4 separate regions of the Zea mays genome follow, and regions 1, 3 and 4 are each linked to region 2. Evidence: chromatin contacts called from public Hi-C data. All regions are on one chromosome and are shown on one strand. Each heading gives the region's core, a stretch centred on a gene start, on an enhancer-like site or on the middle of the called end of the contact. The rest is flanking DNA. Distances are from core to core; before and after follow the strand shown. Region 1 holds the start of LOC542339 (acidic ribosomal protein P3). Region 2 holds the start of LOC100275318. Region 3 holds the start of LOC100382378 (UDP-sugar pyrophosphorylase). Region 4 holds the start of LOC100283121.

Evidence for each region. A called contact is a pair of places that touch in the nucleus more often than the background predicts.
Region 1: a Hi-C map of leaf mesophyll shows a contact between it and region 2, with 2.6 times the contacts expected there. The contact joins the promoter of LOC542339 here to the promoter of LOC100275318 in region 2. A contact is called at or near these places in 2 of 25 Hi-C or Micro-C datasets (leaf mesophyll and tassel).
Region 3: a Hi-C map of tassel shows a contact between it and region 2, with 4 times the contacts expected there. The contact joins the promoter of LOC100382378 here to the promoter of LOC100275318 in region 2. A contact is called at or near these places in 2 of 25 Hi-C or Micro-C datasets (ear and tassel).
Region 4: a contact with region 2 is called in a Hi-C map of bundle sheath, with 4 times the contacts expected there. The contact joins the promoter of LOC100283121 here to the promoter of LOC100275318 in region 2. A contact is called at or near these places in 6 of 25 Hi-C or Micro-C datasets (bundle sheath, ear, endosperm and 3 more).

What each region holds. Positions count from the first base shown.
Region 1 is chr5:58,704,020-58,708,267 of Zm-B73-REFERENCE-NAM-5.0, reverse strand. It overlaps LOC542339 (acidic ribosomal protein P3), which reads left to right and starts at 2,919. Exons shown (of 2, transcript NM_001111919.2): 1 at 2,919-3,197; 2 at 3,893-4,248. The coding sequence starts at 3,000. The coding sequence ends at 4,057.
Region 2 is chr5:58,214,305-58,219,046 of Zm-B73-REFERENCE-NAM-5.0, reverse strand. It overlaps LOC100275318, which reads left to right and starts at 3,159. Exons shown (of 1, transcript NM_001175028.1): 1 at 3,159-4,214. The coding sequence starts at 3,274. The coding sequence ends at 3,891. LOC100501364 (Core-2/I-branching beta-16-N-acetylglucosaminyltransferase family protein) reads left to right here. Exons shown (of 11, transcript NM_001353545.1): 9 at 1-70; 10 at 158-196; 11 at 301-484. The coding sequence ends at 429.
Region 3 is chr5:58,651,286-58,656,219 of Zm-B73-REFERENCE-NAM-5.0, reverse strand. LOC100382378 (UDP-sugar pyrophosphorylase) reads left to right here and starts at 3,248. Exons shown (of 17, transcript NM_001175123.1): 1 at 3,248-3,419; 2 at 4,461-4,565; 3 at 4,812-4,928. The coding sequence starts at 3,312.
Region 4 is chr5:57,854,877-57,859,401 of Zm-B73-REFERENCE-NAM-5.0, reverse strand. LOC100283121 reads right to left here and starts at 2,623. Exons shown (of 4, transcript NM_001156023.1): 1 at 2,302-2,623; 2 at 2,127-2,221; 3 at 846-1,296. The coding sequence starts at 1,268.

The sequences.
Region 1 (4,248 bases), core at 1,670-4,169, 490 kb before region 2:
TTTTATCCAACTTTTGCACAGCACCAGGCCAAACTCACCTCAAGAAATTTGTTCACCTTTCTATGATCTTCCATTTTGCTATAGAAACCTTAGCCCAAAACTCCATGGATTAGGTACCGAAGAGCTCCAAAGTCCAACAAAATTCACTGCACTCAGGTTTCCAGTTAACTGAACTTAAGTTCAGACAACACAGGTCTGACAATCTATATTTGAATAGGTTTTTCTCTCAGTTCTAAATGATTCCAGGGTGAAGTTTCTTAATAAGATGTACTCACCCAACATAGTTCTCCAACTTTTCTATAGCAACCATAGTCTATAACCCCAAGGATTAAACACAACAGAGCTCTGAAGTTAGGCAAACAATACTGAAACTAAAATTTTCTATCTCTGAATCAGATTCGGTAGAAAACTTGTCTGACAGCTCCACTTTTCCCTTTATTTTGAGAAATTGGAATCAAACTAATATATGGAGTATGCTATTTTTTACAATGTAACATTCCACAACTTTCCGAAGTTCATATATAAGCCTATCTAGAATTCATGGGGTGAGATATGAAAATTGTAACTATAAATTTATACACTATTTTTCTAATGTATAACTTATAACATACTTTTCTACTTACTTCTCTATAGCATAAGTGTAGTGTATAATTATCTCTCTCATATTATTTAGGATAATATACAACTATATGTAATATATATATATATATATATATATATATATATTAACTTAATTAGTTTGTGCCTAAATTATGATTATTAGAATAAAATTCAATTCCAACCAAACAAACAGGGCTAATAGATACGATTATGGGCCTGTTTGGTTCAGCTTTTTTCTGACCAGCTTTTCTGAAAATCCGGCTGTGGGGAGAATCTGGCTGTAGGGAGAATCTGAGTATTATTACGATTACGTGTGGAGGAAGATAAAGTTGTTTATAGGGCTCAGGATCTAGAAAGTGACGGATTCCTACTATTACAACGACTCAACCGATTATGTGTTTATGTTGATTTTGGATAGTTTTTGGCCCGACGAATTTTATAGAAGCTGGCTGAAAAGCTAAGCGTTTGGCAGTCCGCAACAGCTTTTGGTGGCCAGAAGCTGCCAGAAGCCGAAACAAACAGGGCCTATAACTAATATACTCGTGGTTGAAATACATATTCGGTACGAAAACATGAATTTGATTTCATTTTTTTCTAAAACAAATGGTCTATGCCTGCTTTGTAACACTAATAAAAAAGATTTTTGAGATTTCGACTACACGGTTTTTTTGGATATTTTTTAAAATACATGTACGCCCCATTTGAATTATTGGAATTGAATTCCATTCTAATAATAGTAATTTACGCATATATCAATTAAGCTAATTCGATTTTATGCAAAATATATTTGTATACTATTATTAGCAAGATGTTAGAGATATTTATGTACTACATTTTTTACTAGAGAGGAGTGAGACGAGGAGTGTCATGTAAGTTATAGAGTAGAAACAAATTCTACTAATACATAAAATCATTTCTCACCCTCCACCGCATGAATTTGAGATAGGATTATATCTGAACTTTGAAAAGTGGTTGAATGTTAAATTCCAAACTAAATAAGTTACTTTATTGAGTGTATTCCAATTCCTCTAAAATGAAGGGATCCAAACGCTTAAAGCACCAACGGTCGTCCCGCGTCATCTTTTTACAAATAACCCCTCACAACCATTTCAGATTAATCCGCTGCACGCCTATAGATGACCAAACGACGGCTGGGCCAGACGCCAGCGGGCCACAACTCCCATCTGTCTGTTTGATTAAATTAGCGTAAAATATTAAAAAAATAGTGCAAGAGATAGGGTTTGAACTCATGCCTTGATGAAAGAAGGGCAGAAGACACTAGGTAAAGCTATCTAACCAGTAAAACATCATGATTAGATGTTTTTAATATTGAATATAAATTATATATATGTATATATGTTTTTTTTGTAAAATAAAAAAATTTGTGTCGGGCCGGACCAGCAGTACGGACCGAGGCTACAGCCCAAGCACGACACAACGTTCTTGGCTCTTGCAAGCATTAAGTCATTTCTAAGACCACATTAGCGCAATTGACTTCATGGTGTTTGAGGTTGCTGAATTGGATGCGACAATAATGATTTGTCACACTAACAGTAAAATGAAAGGTTATTTGTTGGTTTAAAACGTTAGTAATTGCTACGAAGTAGCATAATTTACATGGAGCGCACACAGTCTTTATTGATGCATAACTTTAGCAACCACTCCATATTTTGATCTATCTTTTTTATAAGTTTGAGTTCACGTGACTTAATTTAGAAACTTGAGCTCACAAACTTTCTCTTATTTGGTCTATGTATGGTGGAATTATATAATTATATAGTCTCTGTATGTTTAATCAGTCGTTGTGAACTCTCTTCTAATCGCTCACTTTATTGGTCGTGTTGTATCAAGACATATTGGATGAAGTAAATAATAACATCAGTTAGCCAAATCAAAAAAATATTATACGGAGAGCGGAGACAATCAATAAAAAATATTGATTTTTTTTTGTGGATAGTTTACATGAGTGTTGTTGTAAGCCGTCGCAACGCACGAACAACCGACTAGTATGGAATAAAACAACAGTCCATAACCACTTAGATAGAAAAAAATTAAAATTAAGAAAGTATAAAAATCTGGTTTTATAAATGAGAGGTAAAAAACACGATCATGAGATTTGAGGGGTCAAAAGGATTTTATCCCAGAATTTATGCACATGTTTGTGTCCTTTCGTGTTTCATTGATGTTGGGCGAAGCATTAAACTAACTAAGCCCATATAATCTTGGCCTGGCCCATAAACGCGGGCCCGGCCCCACGAGGTTCCATGGGCTCCCAAGAAACCATTACATAAACCCACCCATTGCTAGGGTTTCAACCCAGCAGCCTCCCAAATCCCCAAAGCCTCCGACCCCCTTCCTCTCTCCCTCCGCCGCCGCTGCGCACGCAGGGAACAAGCGACATGGGCGTCTACACCTTTGTGTGCCGCAACAACGGCGGCGAGTGGACCGCCAAGCAGCACTCCGGCGAGATCGAGGCTTCCGCCGCTACCCCATACGAGCTGCAGCGCCGCCTCGTCGCTGCCGCCTCCGCGGCCGACTCTGCCTACGGCGTCCAGTCGTCCTTCTCCATGGTCACCCCCAGCTCCGCCGTGTTCCAGGTCTGTTCGCCGACGCATTCCTTCTGGATCCACCGGATCTAACGTTTATACAGTATATAGATGTATATGCGAAGTTGTCTGTATTCGGCAGTGAAGTATCTCGACTTGCCACTGTTTCGGCTGATCGCGTCTGTAGAGCAATAGGTTTGTCAGGTTGATATTATCGTTTTGAGAATCTGATGTTGTGTAGCATAGCAGCTTATAGTGTTGGAGCTGGTGATGCTGTATTTGTCTTGTTGGCATAGAACTATTGTCTTGTTGGTAATTGGTATATAACTATAGATTGAAGTGTTCTCCTTTGGCCATTACTGTTGCCTGAAGTGTTCCCTTTTGGCCATAGTAGAATTCTGTGTTGTTGCTGATCTGCATAATTCAAGCCCATTCCTCGTTTATGTTATATAAACTGTGTTATATGTCAGCCACCACCTATATACTTTAGCTACGTTACTGTGTTTTAGCTGTTAGTTTTTGTTAGAAAATATCAAAATTAACTAGGTTTCAATGTAAAAAAACTGCTATGCTTGCGCTTTGGCTGACTGTGGTGTGTAAGTTCTATGATTAACCCACACCTGAATTGAACGTGGTAGTGTTTATGATGATTAGATGTCTAGGCTTTCTATGTTTGCGTGAATCGTTTCTGCTGGATTGTCCATTGTCATCACCACCTTATGTTCAATACTTTAAATCTTGCGCAGGTGATCGTCGGTGCTGTCGGTGGTGGTGCAATGATGGTGAGCGGAGGTGGCGGCGGCGGTGCTGCTGCATCTGGTGGTGCTGCTGCCGAGGCTCCCAAGGAGGAGAAGAAGGAAGAGGAGAAGGAAGAGAGCGACGACGACATGGGATTCTCCCTGTTCGACTAGAGTTGTGTGTGTCATCTGGATCTCAGAAGTGGTGGTTTGGTCCTGTTGCCGTAGTTAATTTTGCTGTCCTGTCTGTGAACCTGAAGAACTCTTGGTAATTGTTACAAGCGACCTGTTCCAGTTTATGTGAGAATTTGATATGTTGTTTGGAATCATATATTCTCCTTGCCATTTGTTGTGATTTTCGGTGC
Region 2 (4,742 bases), core at 1,910-4,409:
CGAAGGGAAGTGGCATCCCAAAGTCTACAGGGCTGCGGACACAAGCTTCGATCTGCTCAAGGACATCGCGGTAAGCTCGGAGCTTTTTTTTCAGGCGCGAACAATCCATTACCTTGTGGCATTTATTTGACTAACGGTTTCGCAAACGGCCACCCAGTCCATCGACGAGAGCGTCCACGTTAGCAGCAACGCGAAGGTAAGAGGGAGTGATTCGGCCCTCCGCTTTTCTTGGCGTGTTCGCGGTTCACTGCCAGCCAGCCAGCCAGCCAGCCCTAACGCGCCGTCGTCATCGTTGTGCAGCATGTCGCGCAGAGGAGGCCGTGCGTGTGGAACGGCATGAAGCGGCCCTGCTACCTGTTCGCGCGCAAGTTCTACCCAGAGGCGCTGGACAACCTGCTGAACATATTCTCGAACTTCACCATCATCTGAGCGAGCGGTGGATCGGGGAGGGGTTTCCGTCCTCCCTCTTGAGTGCTGCGGCATCAGCGGCCGCCCGCCGTGGTAACTGGTGAGGCCGTCCGGCCGTCTACTTGGTGACGGGAATCTAGTAGCTGAAGGAAGCAGGAACACGGTTACCGGAGCACGCAGATCTGGGAGATCGGGATTCAGATGTTGCCACCTGCTTGCTCATCCTGCCGCACTCGTGTGATCTCGCTCTAGTAGATCGCTGGTGTTTTTGCAGGTGTAGACATTGGCTAGGCTGGTGTTGGATGCACTTCTGTTGGTGTTGATGAAGAACTGTGATTAATTTAATAATAATACGTACGTACTAAGTTGTACTCCTCCGTCCCAAAATATAACTAGTTTTAGACTAACCATACATCTATTAATTATCTGCATTTATTATTATTCATTGTAACGTGGATAGAAAAAAAAGATGTCCAGAAAAGAACTATATTTTTGGAGGGAGGGAATATAACTTGTAAGCTGCTCTTATCGATGCTGAAACTGGGCCGAATTATAACGCGCGAGAGAAGGAAATCGCTGGAGGACCTTTTGGCCTGGGCTGGAGTTCAAGGGCCCACGAGCGGCGGGTATGGACTTATTGGCCTAGAGCGGAATGGAACCGTGATATGCTAGGCTGGCACCAGCAGGTCCTACTTGCCTTGTATTACTAACTAAATTTTAAAAGACGTTTTACGCGTTTGGCATGGTACTAAATTTTAAAAGACGTTTTACGCGTTTGGTATGGTTCTATTTTATTAGAATATGTTTGGTTTAAGATTAAAGTAGGATGAGCCAAAAGTGATACTGTCCACTAGATTTTTTGGGACCGCGCTATTATTAAAAATTACTTCGGTGCCACAGAGCAGCTCTACTTTAAAATTTTATGTATAGGAGCTTTACTCGGGAGTGTAGATTGATTTCCCATAAGAATGACAGATAAATACTTTCCCCCCCAAACCATGCTAGTTAATTTGTCCACAGCTTGCGTAGTACATGGGGGCCGTATCGCATTGGTATAGCTGTAGCATACGGTAGGACGACGCCCTGCGTTAGGTTGCGAATGTGACGTACAAGCAGCCTGTTAAACTTTCCTATTGGACAAAGGTCAACACCTCATGCTTCCTCTGTATATCTCATTCCTTATACTATATTATAAATTTCACTATCCTATCTCATTCCTTATTCAATATTTCAAATTTCACTCTGTAACAATGTAATATATAAATCAAAATCTCTTATTTTTATTTTACACTACCTTGCTTGCGGTTGCGGACAGCCTAAAGAACGGCAACCACTCTGCGAATGTAATCTAACAGGGGCCTGATTTGGTGAAGTCTCAAGGTTTCAACCGAAGTTGTCGAGGGGACGCGGCTTTGGCCGAGTGAGCGAAATCTTGCCATGTTTTACTGGACCTGAAGTTTGTGACGGTTTGAGTAGAGTTGTTTTTAATTGCCTTTTTGGCCCTTACACATTACATAGCGGGAATGGTAGCTGAAATGCGTCGGCTGCTGGTTCGCGCACGGCGACTTGTTCGTCGTGGTGGGTGCCAAACGTGCCGGCCGGCGATCGCAGTAAAAGCGAGTGATAAGAGAGCCGAGCGTCGGTTGCTCCGTCCGCTGATTTGGCAGCTTGATGCCTGCACGGGGACTCTGAGCCGCATTCGCCACTGGTACGGTGTTGCACTACTCGTCTGAGCCAGCCGGCAGGCGGCCTCCTCTCCCCAAACCGTGTGTCTCCAGCTACATCAACCAATAAATAAAATCGGCGCGTGTTGCACGTACAACAATAACAAGATGCCGTATGGCACCTCTGAGCTCTATCTTGCGTTGTCAACTCTTTATAATTACATTGGATATTTGACGGTTGTTAGGCGCAACTTGCTTAACCTCTATAACTATTAGCGTAAAACTACTTACAATTTAGCGTAAACCACTGTTGTCGACGTTATAGTGGATTAGCGGGCAAAGGATCCACTGTTTCGGACGTAAGAAACGTGCATGATTTGGGGTAGTTGCCGTTTATCTCACTTCGCACGGGCCATTCATTTTTTCACGTAAAACTGGTACAAAAGAAAAATTAAGTTGTGTATAACTCTATATCTATTAGCGTACAACTGCGTACAACTTAGCGTAAACCACTGTCGACGTTATAGCGGATTAGTGGGCAAAGGATCCACTATTTGACAGCATAAACATTTTCTTTTGCATATAAAAACTAACAATCAAATTATAGGTAGAATTGATTCAGTACCGAGCATGGGATAATAAGGCTTGTCCTTATCCATTAACCAATCCATTTGAGGCCATAATTTGCTGCGGTTCCGAAGGCATCCTCTGACCCCCTCCAGTCAGTAGTCTTCACTCTCCAGTCAACCATGAGATAAAGATTAACCCCTCCGGTACTTCGTTTTTTACGCAGTGTAATCCACCAAGCCAGCCTAAAGATTAACCTAACCATGAGATAAAGATTAAGCCCTCCGGTACTCCACTACTCCGTAGTCTCCAGTCCATCCGCCAAGCCAGCCTAATCCACACGCCACGCCACCCCACCGGGGTTAACCAGCGGCGGCCCCCACTGGGCCCCACAGCCGACCGAGTGTCCGAGTCCGACCTCGACCCGCCGGATCCGTCCGTTAGATTCAACGCTGCAAACATCAACTCCCCGCGGAAATAAATAGGCACCCCGCCTCCCCGTTCTCGTCCTCTGCCTCCGCCTGCCTTGCCGCCGCCCAAGTCTCGTCCGTCGTCGTCGCTCCGCTGCCAGTCAGCCGCATCTCCAGCCTCCAGCAGGCAGAGCACCCCCGCTCTCGTCTCCGGAGCCTTCCGGATGGGCTGCATCTTCTCGTCGCCGGGCTCGGCGCGTGCGCTGCGGCCGTGCGCCGGGGTGCGGGTGATCCACACCAACGGGTTCGTGGAGGACTTCGAGGGCCCCGGCGTGGTGACCGTGGCGCACGTGACGCGCTGCCTCGGCGGGCCCGGCGGCCCCGCCTCCGCCGCCAACGCCGCCGGGAAGGGGTACGTGCTGTGCTCGTCGGCGCACCTGCTGCAGCCGGGGCGCGGGCCGTTCCGGCCCGACGACGCGCTGCAGCCGGGAACCGTCTACTTCCTGCTCCCGCAGTCGGTGTTCCAGGCCGAGTCCTCCGCCGTGGACCTCGCGTGCCTCATGAACCGCCTCACGGCGCTCGCCCGCAAGGGCGGCGCCAGCGCCGCGCCCAAGCCCAGCCCGCTCGACGCGCTCTTCGACGCCGCCGCCGCCGCTGCCGCCGCCTCCGGGAGCCACCGCCAGCACAACCAGCAGCGGATGCCAGTGGCTGCGGCGGCGAGGGAGAAGAAGGGTCAGCCCTGGCGGGCGGCGCCGTGGAAGCCCTGCCTCGAGCGCATCGACGAGTCCGTCGGCCGCGCCTCCATGCGCAGCGCGTCCAGCGGCTGCAGCAGCGAGGCCTGATCATTGGCTCCATCTAGTCCCCTTTTCCCTTCTTGTCTTCTGCAGTAGTGCATACAGATGGATGGTTTTGCAGAACTGTGTGTAAAGATCTGTTGCTTTGCCGGTAGTGATTAATTAGATTCATTCAGCGACGTGTTTTCAGATCCCTCCCATCTGCAGCTCTGCTCGGCTGCCGCTTAATCAATCTCTTCCTGTACAAGCTCAGCTCAGCTCAGCTCAGCAAGTGTGCCAACTTGTCCGACTGGTTTTGATTTGTCGTCGGATCGAGACTCGTGGAGCACGAGCACGCAGCGAAGTCGTCAGAGACTCGCGTCTGGTTTCGCACTCAACTTTCCGCTCCGGTCCGGTGTGTCAGTGTGTGTGTGTGTCAGCACTCAGCAACAGCTAGCGGGATTGTTTGGTTTGGTTTGGTTGGTTTGCCTGCGAGATAAAAGTATTTTGTTGGTTCATACGACCGATCTTACACTGATGATGTCTCCGGCCGCCACCTACCTCTGACGTGTGACCGCCCGCCAGATCTCATCTCCATGATCCCATCACGCCAGCGGCCAGTCCTCCGCTGCCTTCACTTTTCCAGCTCCACCTCGCAGTGGGGCAAAGGGGACCCGCTTTTGTTGACAGCAGCGCCATCCTTCCACCCCGCGCAGGCTGTCAGTCCGTACGCTTTCGTTAGGCTGATGTGATCTACTAGTACACTGAATAGTGTACACTGTTTTAGCACTACACCAATCAGATAGAACATTGAACGATCAGACAGAACACTCCACGTTTAGGCTATCCGCACTCATACTATTCTAAATTTCTACTCTAAAAGGAATATTCTATCCCCGTCAGCAAGATTATCTACTCTA
Region 3 (4,934 bases), core at 1,999-4,498, 440 kb before region 2:
GTAGACCGAGGCTTCCCGCATGAATCGGGAAGTCGCGGCATGAGGTTCCGAGGGGTATCCCTGCCTTCGGGAGGCAGAGCTCTCGGTCCGTCGGACCGCGGCGCCTTCCAGGAGATTCTTGAGCTCCCCCTGGATTCGCCGGCCCTCGGTGGTTGATGGCTCCGGCATCGCGCGGAGAAGCATCGCTGCTGCAGCCAGGTTCTGGCCGACCCCACTGGATGCGGGTGGTGGCCTGACCCTGACGTCATCGGCGACGCAGTGCTGGAAGCCCTGGGGCAGATGACGTATTTCTCCGGCCGGGGGTTGGCCCGCCCATGCCTGCCCGACGTCCCGGTGGATCGGCTCAAGTGCTCCTGCTCCCTCGTCGAGCCTGGCATGCACCCCGCGGATTTGCTCGAGCTGTGGGTCATGGCCCCCCGCCTGAACGGGGACCACAGCTAGCTCCCGTGGGATGTCAACACGGGGCACTGGCCTAGGGAGATCACCGTCCTCCGGCATGCCGAGATGATTGCCTTCGGAGGGACCCCCTAGATCGATGTGGAAACATTCGCGGCTTGGGCCGCAGTCCTCGTCGTCGAGGCTGCGGCTACCGTCAGAACAGTCGGAGAGGCAGTAGTCACATGCGGTCATGAAGTCCCGCATGGCACTGGGGTTGCCAAGTCCAGAGAAATCCCAACAGATGCTGGGTTCGTCGTCTTCCTCGGACCCAGAGGGCCCGTAGGTCGAGACGTCCGTCAGCCGGTCCCAAGGCGACCGCATGCGAAACCCCAGAGGGTTTGGACTCGCCTCTACGAGAGCGCCCGCCAAAGCAAGGTCGCTAGGCGGGTTGAGGCTGAATCCGAATGACGTGGGATGGGAATCGGTCGGTACCTCTTGGTCAACGAGCGGCGATAAAGTCACGTCGGGGACTGACTGCACCGTCGTCTCAGGTACGAGGGCGACGTCCAGCAAGCTTTGCGCAAGCGCGCTGGCGTCGTCCGCTTACTCGGGATTGGCGTGTCGCGGGGAGATGGCGCTCGTCTTCGTCTCAAGCGCGAAGTCGATACCCGGTGCGCCCCCCGTTGGGGTGCCGGCGCTGTCGACTCGCTCGACAGCCGACGAAGCGCTGCCTCCTGCTTGGCCTTGGTTGCCCTGCCTTCCCCTCCGTCGGCGGGGAAGAAGGCGGGATGAGCTCGAAGGTTGTTCTTCCGCCACGCGGGGAAGACGTCGTCGATTCCGCCGCCGGCGGGCGGGCTGTCGGTCGCCATTGTCGTTGTCGCGCGACGGTGGAAGGAGTATCATGTCGTAGCTGCCGTCGAAGGACATGAACTCAAGACTCCCGAAACGGAGCACCGTCCCGGGTTGGAGGGGTTGTTGGAGACTGCCCATCTGGAGCTTGACGGGAAGCTGTTCGTCAACACGCAGCAGGCCCCTACCTGGCGCGCCAACTGTCGGCGTTTCGAGACCGGGGGGTCCCTTGGGCCGACGAGTGAGTGTCGCCGCGTGCCTCAGCCCAGATGGGTCGAGCGCGAGGGCGAGCGCGAAGGGGGGAGAGCGAGGCGGCCGGAGACCGTCAGACCGGCGTGAGAGAGGTGGGAATCCCGCGGCCTTCGTGTTCGTCCCGCGCCCAGGTCGGGTGCGCTTGCAGTAGGGGGTTACAAGCGTCCACGCGGGAGAGGGAGCGAGCGGCCCCAAGCGAGCGCCTGTCTCGTTCTCGTCCCCGCGCGACCAACCTTCTCTAAGAGGGCCCTGGTCCTTCCTTTTATAGGCGTAAGGAGAGGATCCAGGTGTACAATGGGGGGTGTAGCAGAGTGCTATGTGTCTAGCGGAGGAGAGCTAGCGCCCTAAGTACATGCCGTTGTGGCAGCCGGAGAGATTTTGGCACCCAGCTGGTGTGATGTCGTGGCCGTCGGAGGAGCGATGGAGCCTGGCGGAGGGACAGCTGTCGGAGCGGTTGGGTCCTTGCTGACGTGCTCTTGCTTCCGTAAGGGGGCTGAGAGTCGCCGTCGTCACAGAGTACGCGGGGCGCCATCATTGCCTATCTGGCGGAGCTAGCCAGATGGGACGCCGGTCTTGTTTCCTGCGGCCCGAGTCAGCTCGGGGTAGGGTGATGATGGCGCCTCCTATTGACGTGGCTGGCCTGCGCCCTAGGTTGGGCGATGTGGAGGCTCCTCCGAAGCCGAGGTCGAGTCTGTCTTCCGTGGCCGAGGCCGAGTCCGAGCCCCTGGGTCGGGCGAGGCGGAGGTCATCGGCTGAGGCCAGGGCAGAGTCCGAGCCCTGGGGTCGGGCGAAGCGGAGTTCGTCGTCTTCTGGGACTTAGCCCGAGTCCGAGCCCTGGGTCGGGCGGAGCGGAGTTCGCCGTCTTCCGGGACTTAGCCCGAGTCCGAGCCCTGGGTCGGGCGGAGCGGAGTTCGCCGTCTTCCGGGACTTAGCCCGAGTCCGAGCCCTGGGTCGGGCGGAGCGGAGTTCGCCGTCTTCTGGGACTTAGTCCGAGTCCGAGCCCTGGGTCGGGCGGAGCGGAGTTTCCTATGGTCCCTTTCGGCAGGGCCTGACTGCCTGTCAGCCTCACTCTGTCAAATGACACCGCAGTCGGAGTGGCGCAGGCGGCGCTGTCCTTCTGTCAGGCCGGTCAGTGGAGCGGCGAAGTGACGGCGGTCACTTCGGCTCTGTCGGGGGGCGCAAGTCAGGATAAAGGTGTCAGACCACCTTTGCATTAAATGCTCCTGCGACTTAGTCGGTCGGTGCGGCGATTTAGTCAGGGTTGCTTCTTAGTGAAGGCAGGGCCTCGGGCGAGCCGGAAATATGTTCGCCGTTGGAGGGGGGCCTCGGGCGAGACGGAAATCCACCGAGGTCGGCTGCCCTTGTCCGAGGCTAGGCTCGAGCGAGGCGTGATCGAGTCGCTCGAATGGACTGATCCCTGACTTAATCGCATCCATCAGGCCTTAGCAGCTTTATGCTGATGGGGTTACGAGCTGAGAATTAGGAGTCTTGAGGGTACCCCTAATTATGGTCTCCGATATATATATATATATATATAGTATCATATTTTAACAAACTGTTTATCTAATTTAGCTAGTCAGATAACTAACTAAATTTGGACAGTGAAAGAATCAATTTGGAGAGTCAGAGTTTGACGGAGAGTTAAGTCCACCGCAACCGTTTCCACGAGCATCACGCGGTCCCCTCCCCTCCAACGACGGAAAACGGTTTGCCACTGCCTGGCCCGTGCGGCCGTGCCCATATCCCCCGCGGAAGGACGACGACGCAACTGGCAGTCACCGACGCGACGCGGGTCGTCTCCTCAGCCCTCCTGTTCAGCCTCCTCGCCAGCGATGGCTTCGGGCGCCGACGCCGCGGCGCTGGTGACCTCCGGCGCCGACGAGTGGGCAGCGGCGTGTCCGCCGCTGCGGCGGAACCTGCAGCTGCTCGCGCCTGACGAGGTGACCCGTGACCGCCGCCTGCTAATCTGTTATACTCATGTACCGAAGAAGAGGTCACGCCGTCGTACTGGCCGCCCTTCTGCTGTTGCCGATGGATTTGCCCGCGCTAGTAGATACTTCGCTCGAGCCGCGCCGATCTCACCCGTCATTCCAGTCGCCGCGGATTCCAAATTCTCTCGCTTCGTAGGCCACGATGCGATGCTCCGCGCCCTGGGTGTGCGGAGGCTCTGCCGTTTGGTTAGATTTCACTTGGTAGTTACGCTCGCATGCCGCGTAAGCGTAGGTGAATATTACTGATTAGATTGGAGGAGTTCAGGTGTGTAGCGCCTGATGATTCAACGCTGGACGGGTACAGCCAACTACCTCGACTCGCTGCCCATCTTTGAAGTCCCCTCACGTGCATGCCCGGCCGGCGGCCGGTGGGGGCGAAGTGGACCCGCCTCCACCGCTAACATTTAGGACTTCCTCCCTCCTAACACAATGATTCTAGAACAACTGTAGTTCAATTCTGTGATTTTCGTGATTGTGGCTGCTGGTTCCTAAAACAGTGCTGGTGGTGTCGTACTAGTGTGTTTAAGTTTAACTACCCTCTGCTCCTGACACAGGCCCACGGTGGGACTAGGAAGCATGGTTCTCATACTCATTTGGATACTGTAAACCATATATACTTGTGCTCGAGCATTAGTTTCCTGTGTAAAAATGGTATTACGAGTATGAATGTTTTGGTAATCTGTAGCATTCCTCTGTTCTCGATTGTGAGCAGTGTTCTTGTTAGTATAATAAATAATATAGTCCTGAGGACGAACAATTTAAGTCTAGCACAATGGTCCCCCAACTAATGTACATCTAACTCCCCCCCCCCCCCCCCCCCCCACCAAATCACGAATCGGGAAAGTACCTATTCGCCCTGGGTTCTCCCATTATTTCAGAACAAAGTGTATCTAAATGTATTAGTTCCGTCAGTGTGACGTTACCATGTTTTCTGTTATTGTTTTTCTCCTGCTACAATGATATTAATATATTATTGCCTGGTGGTTATAGGTTGAGCTAGCAAAAATGCTGTTGAATGAGGGCCAGATTCACCTATTTGAACACTGGCCTGAACCAGGCATTGATGACGACAAGAAAAGAGGCTTCTTTGATCAGGTGTGTATTTAACCTGAGAACATATAATGCAATGTAGTTTCATAAAAGTATATATTTTCTATGTTTTACAAATGTTTTGTAACTAAAGTATTAGCAAAAATCATTTTTTGAAGATGTGCCAATGTCCAAGACATCTCTTGTTTGTGAATGGAGTAGCACTATAATGTATGCAAGGAAGTCATAAACACAAATGATCAAAGTTTTTTTTCCTTTTATTCTAATTTTGTCAATTTGTGATTATCTTAGGTTCGCCGGCTTAATTCAAGCTATCCTGGAGGTCTGGTATCTTACATCAAGAATGCCAAAAAACTTCTTGCAGATTCAAAGGCAGGAAAAAACCCATATGATGGTTTCACCCCTTCTGTAAGT
Region 4 (4,525 bases), core at 1,374-3,873, 360 kb after region 2:
ATGTACTTCTGGTAAATTAACCAAACAGAATACTTAAATTAAACAGTATCTAGCCAACCACACCACTGGAAGATCGTGTTGCCAAATATGACTAGCATAGCTTATGACAAGGCTGCAAATTCTCAGCCCTATTTTCTGATCTGCATAAGGGCAAGAATCTCATATCTCAATAGGATATACCAGAAATTCCTAACGATGGCATTCAGATTGAGCATAATGCACAGACAAACAAGTGCAAGTATTGGGTTACTTAGTGGCTACCTTTTATGTCAAATGTCCTATGTCGAGGTGGCAAAATATTGTTGTGTTTCTGTTTACTAGTTCATAGCATGTGCTAACACTACCGCAGCATTTCAGGGGTGCGCATGAAAACAACCAAATGATGATATTTGTTTCCATAGTTTAAGTTTCACGCTAAAAAATAATCTCATGAAGTTGGTATCTCGAATACACAACCATGTGCTCAGAAGTAGAACATCACAATTCATCTTCAGACCCTAACACACAATCTTTTGTATGCCTTTGGGAGCATTGTCTTTGGCTTCATTCCCATTGAACTTCAATAAGTCAATAAAAAAACAGGTCCTCCATTTATCTCCATTCTGATACATGCAATTATTGGGCTGAATTTTGCCGATTTCAGTGCACATGACAGAATTGTATCAATTTGATAGTAGATTCAGTGTGACAACAGAAATTACTTAATGCCCCTCAGTTCATGTGAGAAAATGATCATACTTTCTCAATGTAATGACTGATGACAGATTACTGAACATATATACATCAATAAAGAAACAAGAGCAAAGGACATAACTATTTGAAAACAGGATCCTTGCGAAACTTACCTGAAAAAGGAAATACTGGCAGTGGTCATTGGATAGTGGTTGAGATGACTTAATTATTTGATGCAGATCAGTGTCCATGAGCTCATAAACCAAGTAAACGTCCTTGAAGCTCCTTCTATGCGCAGGCATCATTATGTCCTTGAGAGCAATAACATTCTCGTGCCTCAGGTGCCGAAGGAGTTTCAGCTCTCTCAGCGTCCTTAGCGCATCCACACGGTTGTCAAAGACGTTGTTTATCTTTTTTATCGCGACTTTTTCATTGGTCTCGCGGTTAACAGATGAGCAAACGATTCCGTAAGCTCCTCTTCCGATGGGCTTGATCGGCACGTACTTGGTGTCGATCTCAAACAGTGTCTGCCACATAGTATAGTAATGCTTTCCTTGACTTGCCATGCCATTGGGGGGATCCACCATCATCGCCATTTTCTGCCAAGGAGCACACGCCAATGACCTAGTAGGAGATAAAATTATAAGAAACCAAAAGGTGAAGCGTCATCAACTCTTTTAAGAGAATAGGTTAGCTTTCCTAATACTACACGCAGGGAACACCAAGTCATGTCATACGAACCGTGTAATTTTCTTAATACTGTACACTGGGAAGACCCAGTCAGGTTGTACAAACCGTTTAACAGACAACAGAGTGAACTTGTGCAAATTTCTTACTTTTGCTAGTAGCATGAACAAAAATAATGAATGAATATGCTCTTTGCAATGATGCTACGAAGAATTCAAATTGTTCGTTTTTTTTTGACCAGTTGGACTTTGATAAGCATACTTCCTAAGCGAAGGCAAGGTCCCACTTTGATAACATGCTGTAACCCCCAATTCCCTAATCTCTCTGAAACGACTTTGACAAAACGAAAAGAGAGGCAAGAGTCTGTCTTATGTCCAAATCTTTTTTTTTGGTTCGTGGAGGGAGCATGCATTAAACGAGCACGTCATACGCACACGCACCCCTAATCCAGTCCCAACCTCACTGGAGCGCCAATTCCCGCGGCAGGCAGCGTTGATTGGACTCCACCATAGTCGGACGCGGCTCCCCGAGCTAAGATCGTCCGACGAGGAGGCAGAGCAGTGAGCACCGCCACCGATAAACAAACAGATATAAAGAAAAAGAAACACGGAGGGTGGAAGCTCAAGCTCGGATCCCCACCCGTCCCTCCCTTCCGCCGCCGCTCGTCGCCGGTCTGGCAGCGTGCGGAGTCGAGTGCCGCGGCGGATCGGCCGGACCGAGAACCGAACGCACGCAAGGCATAGGAAGCGGGCACAGGTCGTAGGTACCTCGGGAGTAGGGGCCGGGGGGGCGCGGTCGTCCGCCGCCCGCTTACGCTGTCATCGTCGCCAGGATGGCACGGCCGGGCAGGATCCGCCGCTCACTGCACGGGCAAAAAAGGAGGGGCGTGAGCTGCGGTCGGGATTCGAAGCGCTGGGGCGCGGGGAGTGGAGCGCCACCCACCGTCACCGCCTCCGGCACGCGCGGCGCGGCGTCCACCGGCCGCCGCCGTAGCAGATCTGGAGCCGTGCGTGGAGCGGAGCGGGGAGGGGGGATGTTGGGGCAGGCGGGCGCGGTGGGAGGCTGGGATGGGAGCTAGCGGGCGAGACAAGAGAGAGCGAGGCGCGGGCCGGGAGAGCACTGGCGTCGTGGCTTGCTATTTTTATTGGGGAGACCCGCGGCAGAGGGGGGTGCGTGCGTGTGAGGGTGAGTGTGGGAGCAGGCGGCGGCAGCCGAGGCTGCGCAGACGCGGGCACGCGGCAGCCCCGCCGGGCGCGGGGGCGGCTATTTGCCAGCGAGCAAACGGAGCGGAGCTGGCAGTGGCATGGGCGTCATCCGGTGCGCGCCGCGCGGGTGACGTCGGTCGGTCGGTCGCTCTCTCGTCCGTCCGTCCCCACGGCTGCACGGAACGGCAACAGCACAGCACACAACGCCGCCTGTTTCCTTTCCCTTACCGGAACGCCGCCGCACCGGCACCGCTCCACTCGCCCAGGCGCAAAAGCCTGCCCTGCCCGCGTGCGTCGCCCGCCAGCGCCAGCACACCCAACCCAACCCCCAGGCCCCCGCATCGGGCATGTGGGCCGCCGCCTTTCCGCTACGGTTACATCACGCCACGCGGCCGGGCGGGCGGCTTGCTCGTTCGCGTTGCGTCCGTCTCCTCCCCTCCCCTGCTCCATCGCGTGGAAAAGCGCACGCGTCATTGGGCCGCGCTTGCGAGCAGTTCGGCTACGGTTAGGAGGGGCTCCGCTCGTAGCCTTTGCCGCGGCACATGATCATCAGGGGCTCTCCGTCGTCTCTCCGCCAGGCCGCGTGCGTGCGTACATGCATGATGCATGTGGTTGTCTCTTTCACCGTCGGTCGCCATCGCCACGTCGTCGTCCAATGTGCATGCAGGCGCCTGCCGCCTGGCATCTCGCGTTGAGATCCGGCCGCTCCATCCCTTTGCATTTGCAGGAAGCAACGGGTTTCCTTTCCTTCCCTTTCTTCTTGCTTGGAAACGAGTCGATGGAACCTAGAGATGTTCAAACGGATCGAGGCGCCTGGTAAACCCATAACCTAGCACAGTTTTACTCTCACGGTCTGACCCCAACATAACCTAGCGCGTTGGTTAGCAGGCGCGTCACGGTTGGCCCGGCCTAGCCTGACCTGGTTTTATGTTTTCCCATTTTTCTATAAATATCTATATTACACATTATTATAGGTATAAAACATAAAAACATGTGTCATTTTTGTTAAATGGACGTAGATACATTTTTAATTAAATCTAACTATCATGGTTTAAATCTCTATTTCTATATATTTTTAGTTTTTTTTTGCTATTTAAACGTGAGAAGAAAAGAATATGTGAACTTTTCCCTTCGCCGACTTGGATTGGGGTTGGAGCTGAGCTAGCTGCCTTTACGGCTTACTCGTGCCAAGCACCAACGTGCGTGACAGTGTCTAGACAGGGCCTTGATTTGGCTCGTTTCCGATTTTTCAGCCTTTGTCCATGGCTTCTTGCCCCGTGATGACACTACCCACCTAGGGCTTGTTCGGTTATTTTCAATCCATATGGATTGAAGGGGATTGATACGGATTGAGGGGGATTTTGACTTACTAGGGATTGAAACCCCCTCAATCCCCCTCAATCCATATGGATTGAGGTATAACCGAACAAGCCCCTAGCGTGGGGGTTAGCCCGATCAGTTTCTTTGGGTTTTAGAATTTCGGGTATCTAGAGACTATCCAAAATTAGATTGTTCAGATGATATAACCAAAATTTTGGGTAATTATAAATTTTAGGTTCGCATTCCGGTAGCTCGTCCTACCTAAATATCAGTCAGCCTAAACAATTCACTTCTAAATTATACATCAGTCAACTATTATTCGCACATGTTACAAAACAAGAAGTCGACCATATCTTGCCAATGACAATAAATGTTGATAAAAGTGTGAATAACAACAATACCAACGGCATTGATCAAATGATAAATAAATATAACACCAAGAATGCAAGAACCGGCTATGTTCGGGTTTTGAGTTTTGATACTTGCAGCCTGCAGAAGCTCATCGGGTTTCGGGTATTAGGCTAAACAGTTTCGAGTTTGAGTTCTTTTTGAGGGAGGGTCAGACTTCAGGCTCAGATTTTATGCCCAAACTAACTGCCCACGTCTCATGCCTAATGTTTTGCATGTGTGGGCTTTTATAC